Linked DNA regions of Gossypium hirsutum: regions 1 and 2 are each linked to region 3. A link is a contact called in public Hi-C data. All regions are on one chromosome and are shown on one strand. The core of a region is the stretch at or near the end of the contact, and the rest is flanking DNA. Distances in the headings are between cores, read along the strand shown.

The links. Hi-C and Micro-C count contacts between places; a contact is called where the count stands out from the background.
Region 1: a Hi-C map of leaf shows a contact between it and region 3, with 2.1 times the contacts expected there. The contact joins the promoter of LOC107888764 here to the promoter of LOC107897922 in region 3. A contact is called at or near these places in 3 of 34 Hi-C or Micro-C datasets (hypocotyl, leaf and petal).
Region 2: a contact with region 3 is called in a Hi-C map of leaf, with 2.7 times the contacts expected there. The contact joins the promoter of LOC107888765 here to the promoter of LOC107897922 in region 3. A contact is called at or near these places in 4 of 34 Hi-C or Micro-C datasets (hypocotyl, leaf and petal).

What each region holds. Positions count from the first base shown.
Region 1 is chrA09:45,313,915-45,316,614 of Gossypium_hirsutum_v2.1, forward strand. LOC107888764 (cleavage stimulating factor 64) reads left to right here and starts at 1,296. Exons shown (of 11, transcript XM_016812963.2): 1 at 1,296-1,498; 2 at 1,618-1,695; 3 at 2,191-2,229; 4 at 2,309-2,572; 5 at 2,675-2,700. The coding sequence starts at 1,406.
Region 2 is chrA09:45,331,931-45,334,673 of Gossypium_hirsutum_v2.1, forward strand. It overlaps LOC107888765, which reads right to left and starts at 1,413. Exons shown (of 11, transcript XM_016812965.2): 1 at 1,031-1,413; 2 at 884-945; 3 at 267-484; 4 at 1-54. The coding sequence starts at 430.
Region 3 is chrA09:44,758,699-44,761,544 of Gossypium_hirsutum_v2.1, forward strand. It overlaps LOC107897922 (NADH dehydrogenase [ubiquinone] 1 beta subcomplex subunit 10-B), which reads right to left and starts at 1,266. Exons shown (of 3, transcript XM_016823529.2): 1 at 853-1,266; 2 at 425-479. The coding sequence starts at 1,141. The coding sequence ends at 448.

The DNA of each region.
Region 1 (2,700 bases), core at 46-2,545, 560 kb after region 3:
ATTTAACACTAATAGATATTCAACACTAATAAATATAAACTTTTAATATATGTATTCAACACTAACATATATTAAAAAATGTCATAAAGTAATATATGTTCAACAACAATCCCAACAATCTATTGTATATTTAACACTAATAGTTAGTAGATGTTAATGTATCAGTACATGAATTATAATATCATGGAAAAAAAATACTCACAAAGATTGAAGAAGATATATGAAGATTGCATAATATATAAAAGATAATAGATAGAAGAAGATAACAATACTCAATAAAAAATTGTTGAATAAACTCACTATTCTAATTTGCCATGGTGTCAAGGTATATGTTTATACATAATTTCCATCCTCCCCCACCTTTACCATTACTATTTCACTTACATGTTACTCATACACTACATTGTTCCATCATCTCCAAATAGCATTTTGCCTTGTTCTATCATCTCAACCTTCTGCCTTGTTCCATCATTTCCAAACAATTTTCTTTTGACCTAGCCATTACATTTTTCAACCTCTCATGCATACATGAGAAAGCTATATTTCTCATCCTTCATGTGCGCTTTCATTGTGCATGCATGCAAGGTAAATGGTTTATACACTGAAGTTGACACCTCCAGGATATTACTACCATTGAAGTCGATTTTTCGAGATGTTAACTTTGAAGTCGGTCCTCTAATGTGGACTTCACTTTTCCCTTTTGTAAACTAATCCTAGTTTGCTAAATAATTCAGCAAATCAACTATATAACCAAGGGTGAAGGGGGAAGGGCCCTTAACCCCTAAATGGAAAAAAAAATTATTTCTTTAATCTCAGAATTTATAAGATTTTAAGTTAATATCAATGTTGTTTGAACCGAACCAAACTGACCGGTTTGATCGGGAATCAACCGGAAAGGGTTTTGAACTAGTTAACCTAGGTGAAAAATCAATTGAACTAGATTTTTTTTAATATTATTATTACTTAAATTTTTAATAATTTTCTAATCGAACCTATTAAACCGATTGAATCAACGAATCAATAGTTTGATCAGTTCGACCAATCATTCAATTTAAAAAACATTGGTTAATATAAGTAAAATTATTACTTACCTTCCAAATACTAATTTCGATTTAATCCTTTTAAAACTATTATAGTATAAACTAATATAATAATAAAATTATATTTTAACTCTTATAAAAATATAATTATATTTTAATTATGACTTCCCTCGTGTGTGTATAGTAAATTAATTTTTTTCAACTCATATAGAAAAAAGCCTGGGCTAAGCCTAAGACCTCTTTTTAAGCTCGATTCCATGTTAGTGGGCTAATACCTTTCAAAACCACATCGCTGTAGGTTCTCAGACTGAAGCCGAAAACCACTCCCTGATCTCTGTTGCTTGCTGTAACACTCGGCGGAGACAATGGCGGGAAAGCAAGTTGCTGACGAAGGTTTGCCAGCCAACATTGCCGGAATGTCGAAGAACCAGCTTTATGATATTATGTCAAACATGAAGGACTCTCTCTTTCTGTTTTCTATTTGATTTCAAAATTTTCTTTTCTTTTTCCAAACGCCACTTCCTCCGCCGTTAAATCTATTTAGTGGTTTTTCCTTCTTTATTTTGGGTATATACAGACACTTATAGAACAAAACCAGCAGCAGGCGAGGGAGATCCTTATCCAAAATCCTCTCTTGACTAAAGCCCTTTTCCAGGTTTCCCTTTTCTTCTTTGTTTACTTACTTTTCAAATATGAAAAAACTCCCTTCTTCCTTTGTTTTAATATTGATACTAGTTATGTGCATGACTGACTGTTGATTGATATTACTATTAGCATCGCGTAACCCTTTAGCTTTACACTCTCTTGATATCCCTTGTAGGCTGAAGTGGTAATTTTTTGTTGCCTTTTCTTGGTATAGAGGTTGATGTTAGCTTATCACTAGGAATCAAGCATTTCGGAACCTTTGTATGGACAATTAGGTCTCTGGAGTTAGCTTTGTAGTAATGAGATGCGTTTAGTTCTAGTTGCAACTCAAAATAAGAAGCTGCTATCCATCTTTCTTGATGGACTTGTTCTAGAGTGCTGCACAGCTTGATGGGTTAATTACCCTTCTTTTGCTTTAAATTGCATCTACTTTTTAGACGGTGTACTGTTGATTTAGTAGCTTCCATGCCTGACTAGGTTTCTTTGATTATTCTTGTTTCTTCAGGCTCAGATTATGCTCGGAATGGTTAAGCCCCCTCAAGCGGTATGCTTTTGATCTCTGTAATATCATCCTTGAAATTATATGTAGGGACTATGCTAGTGTACTTACTGTTTGTGTTTAGATTCCAGCTATTCAGCCACCTGCATCACAACAATCTCAGCAATCAGTACAACCACCCCCACAGCCAAGTATCCAGCCAGCACATTCGTTGCCGGGTCAAGTTCGCTTGCAGGAACAAGCTGCTCCATCCCAGACCCAAGCTCCTGTAAGGAAACAGCATCAAAACCAAGCTGGGACGAGAATCTCTGTTGCTTCTGTTCCTGCTGCAAATCTTCAGTCTCAATCCATACCACCACATTCCCTACAGACACCACAGCAAACAAAGGTCCATTTGAATCCTCCAATGTCTCTTCCACATTCCTCCCAACTCCCAAATGCACCTAAACTTCCTCTGCAGTCACCTTTACATCCTCCTGCTCATCATCAGACCCATATGTCAACATCCTCCAGCCC
Region 2 (2,743 bases), core at 163-2,662, 570 kb after region 3:
GATGCCTCGGCATTAAAGCTTTCTAGAAGCTCATTTGAAGAAGTTTCCAGGATTCTGCATCATTTTGTTTTTGTTATCCACAAGGAGACAATGTATTTCAGTCAAACAGAAATGCACATTGTTCCTATTTGCATCTAGGCTGAATTAGAAGCTTATGAACATAATTTAACAAAACAACATTCAATTTAAGGTGCAACTTGCAAAATGAATTTTCGTGGTTATAACAGGCAGGCAGCAATAGCAAAGTAGCAGCAAAAGAAACCTACTTTGAGCAGCGGCGCACAACAATATTAGCAACCGGAGAGAGCTCAGGTATCCAATTCCTTCCAGCAGATGGAGACCTCTGCAGCTCCTCAACTTCCTCTGCAAAGGAGCTTCGCTTGCTAAGTAACCATTTGAATGATCCTTCTCTTATCAAAGCCTCAAGCATATTTCTAGTTTGCTTGTCACCACAATTTCTACCGTTCCCCTCAATGCATACCCACTGAAAATAAATTCCACTGTGAGATTCCTAAAACGCGGAAGCAAGTTCAGATGTCATGATTTCATTAATAAAACTTTTTAAGTTTAGCAATCTTTCAATGCATCAAACTAGCATTAGCAAATCCTAAGTGGTAAACAATCAGCAGCAATTTTAAATGGAAACTAAAATCTTAAAAGGAATCAGAAAGAAAACTCCCCAAGTTATAAATATTAGCTAAGAACTCCAAATCTTCATTAGAAATCCAACTAGGGATAAGTTTAAAAAACTCTCAATCTCCACATCTTTATCTAAGCCCTATACTAAAAATTTATAAATTTTTGGATTTTATTTCCCCAAAACCAACGTACCGAATTCCATTGACTTACTTAAAGAAGGGAAAAAGAAAGAGAAAGCATTTACCTAAAGAAAAATTGAACTGTCAAACCCTTGTACAACCCCAAACATGTGCACTTTGCTGATTCCTGCATTCAAGAACCCTCATCTTAGATTACCTAGTTTGATTAGCCTTCGACCCATTTCTACAAATAGCAAGATTCACAACATTACCTTAAAAACAAGAGTCCTAAAAGAAGTTGGTTATAAAGAAAAATCATTATTGGTTGATGGGTCTCAAAATAAGAGAGGGAGAGTGTAAAATACAGGGGGTTGAGGAAGTAGTGTAAAGGAAGTTTAAAGATCTTCAAACGGTGGTTTTGTGGTGTTGGGCGGTGATCTGAAGAGATGAAATTGAGCTGGTGGGACAACGTGGCAGGGTATATTATTGGCAGGAGGATATGGTGAAGTCAGAGGAGAGGAAAGGATCAGAGATGTGGAAGTTTGGAGCAAGGATCACAATCCTGGTGATGCGGACATGTTCCAGTCGATCCCTACTCTGTTCCTGTCCGGATATACATTCATCCAACCTCCAATTCCAGTCCATTAAGTTAAAATCAATGAGAGCTTTCAAAACATGAGTCCAACTTTATTTCAAACATTCAAAGCCCAAAAACAGCTTCTTACTCTATTAATCATTTTCTTTTCTTTGGCACACTATTTCTGAAAATTTAGTAAATTGTCCTTTTCAAAAAAATTTGAAATAATTTAATTCCTATTAATTTTAAAAATCACAATGATTGACAATTAATTACGAGATTAATATTTTATATCAATTATACATAATTTTGATTGGCGTAATAACAAATTTAGCACATAAAATTTAGGCATTCAGTCAATTTGATCATGATTTAAAAATTTAGGTTGATATCTTTAAAATTAAGATAAAATTAACAGAATGTATAAACATCAAGGAATAAATTTATTAATATATCAATCAATATTATGTAAATTTTAGAAATATATTCTTAGAAAATATTATTAAGAAAACCATATGAAGTATTAGATGAATTGATACATTAAACATAGGAAAAATAATTACATAAAAAAGTAAAATAAATAAAATACGAATAAGTTACTTCTAAAAAATAAAATATTTATATGTCAAAATATACACAATAAAATATAAATTTAGAGTAATGCTTTAAACATATAAAAAAGGCTAATATACTAAAAAAGCCTTTAAATTATTAATCTTGTTTAAACAGGCCTTTATGCTATTTTTGTAGTTAAATAAGCCTCAAATCTATAATTTTTACCCATGAAAGCGCATGATTTTAATATTAAAGTAAAAAAGTATTGAATTTTTATACCAATTTACATTTTATGTCAATATGAATTTGACGAGAATAGTTTATTAAATAAAAATAAAATAATATTTTAAAATTTTTTGAAAGTGCTTATATACATAACACAATCACTCTTTTGAAAAATTTAATTACTTTTTTAAATTTTATGTCAATGTTAAAAATTTATAGAATTTCTTTTATATCAATAAAAAATTAAGATCCTAAAACTAAAAAGAAATACAGAGTAAAATTTATAAGTTAGGAATTTATTTAATTATAAAAATAATATAATGACTTGTTTAAATTAACTGTAATAATTTAAGGGTTTAGTATATTAACCTTTAAAAATAATATATAAATAAAAAAAATCTTTCTTTCAAAACTTTATTCTTCTCTTCTCCTTTCAATTCCCTGTCTCCTATCTTCTCTCCCATAGGTCATAATTAGAAATTATCATGACTTGGGCTGAGTTTCAGTAAAATTTTAGGCTCGTTTTCTAGGTTTGAGCTTAACCTGAAAAATAGATTTAAAATTTTACTTAAGCTCAACTCAAATAAAAAAGTTAAAACTCGAGCCCGACCCAATCCGCCCATATTAA
Region 3 (2,846 bases), core at 16-2,515:
ATTTCTAGTAATTAAAGATAGGGACAGTAATAGCGTTGAGGTTTACAATATGGAAGTAGATATCTCTAGAACTAAAGCACTCTCTTTGAAAGATTTTACTGCTTAATCACCCAGGGGGGTCTTTGAAACATTACCAATAAGCATAAAGCCTTAAACTATTCTTTTTCCCCCAACTTCTACTTTATAATTTCATGTTTTTCTCCACCAACTTGGCTTCCATAAACTTTCTGTAAGTTCATATCACAGGCATGTTCATGCCCACCTGATTTGGTTAAATTGTTTTGAAATTTTCTTTATACAGATTCTAAAGTTCAAGCAAACGGTGAACAACATCAACAAAGCAAGAAATAATTCTGTTGAACCAATAAAGTAACAAGGATTGTTCAGTAGATAGTATATAGAATGAATTAGAGTCCGAGATTACCTATCATGACCAAATGCAGCCATTCATTCTGAATCGATCTCTTCAACCTTTGGACCTAAAATCCCAAATCATCAACACAAAATCAATACAGCTCAGCCATTCCTTCCCCAGAGAACAATGTTGACTAATACACAAATAAATGGATAAATCAATGCTGAATCTTTTTTGTAACTTTTACTACTTGTTTTGCTTCCCACTCTGAAAAGTTGTTATAGAACGTAGCTAATAAAACAAATTCAGAATCAAATTAAAAACTTTAAAAAAATGAACAGTTAATACATATAAAAGCAAAATATACATTGTCTACGGCAAAACGACTGATCTTGTTTGAAATTGGGGAAGCAAAGAGCAAGTAATAAGAAATCATAATCAATCGAGTTTATAATAAATAAAATGAAGTCTTTTATGTAGTAAAGAAAGATAGGGACCGTGGAGGGAGGGATGACGGCCATCCTTGCCCCAGCCGATGCCACGGGTGGCGTCGAGGTACTGGCGTACGAGATGGCGGCACTTCTGGAGATGGTTGACCCCTTCGATGCGGTAGCACCACCTGACCTTGTCACGGAGGATCTTGGCTTTCTCAATGTCAATCCATTTCTCTCGAACTATATGCTCCCTCATTTCAAGCATGGCCACCGGGTCTTTGTAGGGATTGGCCGGGTCGAAGTCATCCGGCGCCGTTTCTTCGAACTCTGCTACTCCCTTCTTCCTGCCCATCTCTTTCTCAGTTTCTCTCACTCGGCTCTTGCTCGCTTGCCCTTCGGTTTGTTTTAGTGGAGATTTTGGGTTTGAAATTGGGTTTCCGCTTATTTTTTTATTTTCTGGACTTCTTTTGTAGCCTTTCCCGGCCCACTGAATTTATATTCAGTTGAGGACGGAAACCGATACACTAATATAAAGCAACTATGTTTTATTGATAGAATTAATACAAAAGTTAAATGAGATAGTAATTTTCATTTAGTTTTAATTCGATTTCTATCTGTATTATTGTCAGTATAAAAAGTTTTGAATTTGAGTGCCCTAAAACGTATTATCCTACTATTTAAGGGTTGAGGAGGTGTTAATGAATAGTTCTAGACATTATTCAAAAAGAATAAATATGATAAAAACTTATAATAAAATTAATCTTAAATAAAAAAAGAAGAGATTATGCTTAAAATTGTAATATTTTTATTTCAATTCTTATCAGTCATTGTATATATACATTTAGCATCTATTTATAATATATATATGAAACAAGAATACTTTTTATTATAAATTATATTACTAAATTGACATTAAAATAATAATTTTTTTATATTATTATGTGAGAATAATAAAAGTAATATTAATTAATATGATAATATATTAATGTGAAATTATTTAATTTGATCGTATCTTTTTTAAAAAAATTTGAAGAATAAAAAGTTCTACTTATAAAATAGCATAATATATTATTAATTAATAAAATTATAAAATTATTTAACATAATTGGATAAATTAAAAATAATCAAAATTGAATCTTTTGATTAAATAAATATAATTTTTATTTAAAATATGATAATAATTAATAATGTTAAAAATATTTTTTATAATTAATAAAAAATAATGTGTGAGATTATCATTATATATATAATAATATCATTATAATGGTCTAATCTATAATGTATAAATTTATGTATTTATTCTTAATTTATATATCAAAACTCAAAAGAAAATAAATATATTTTAAAATTAACTTAACTATTTTTTATATAAATATTAAATACATCTAACCAAATCGATTTAATTCAACATAAATTCTAACTCAACAAATAGTATGACTTATATCTATTTGAGAAATTAATATAAATAAAATCGATCGTTTAAGAATCAATACTTTGTACTATCTATATTTCTTATTTTTTTAATCTATAAAATAATATAATATAATATAATATAAAAATAGTTATAATTATTTTATTAATAATGTTTTCATTATCAATGTAACAATTATTATCACTTAATTAAACTTTGGATCCATATTAAATTACATTTATTATTATAAATTAATTATCATTTAATTAATGAATAGTTATATACCAATTAAAACTAATATTTAACATTATAAATATATGCACAATGACACATTTTCATTCAAAATAACATCTAGAAAATATTATTTTAAAAAATCATATTTTAGCATCATTTAATAGGTTTTGTTTCAACACCGAAAAAGGTATGACTTTCATTATTATTTGAGATGTTTAGTTATTATTATTTGATCTTCTATAGTTTTACTACTATTTAATTTTAATAATATTTACATAATTATGAATGTTGTTTATCATTGTGTTGTGAAAAATTATGTTAAAGACAATAAAATATTAAAATAATGGTTCTTTATAAGTGAAATTTCAACTAAAATTCGAATGACTTATTTTATCTAATTACTTTATATTTT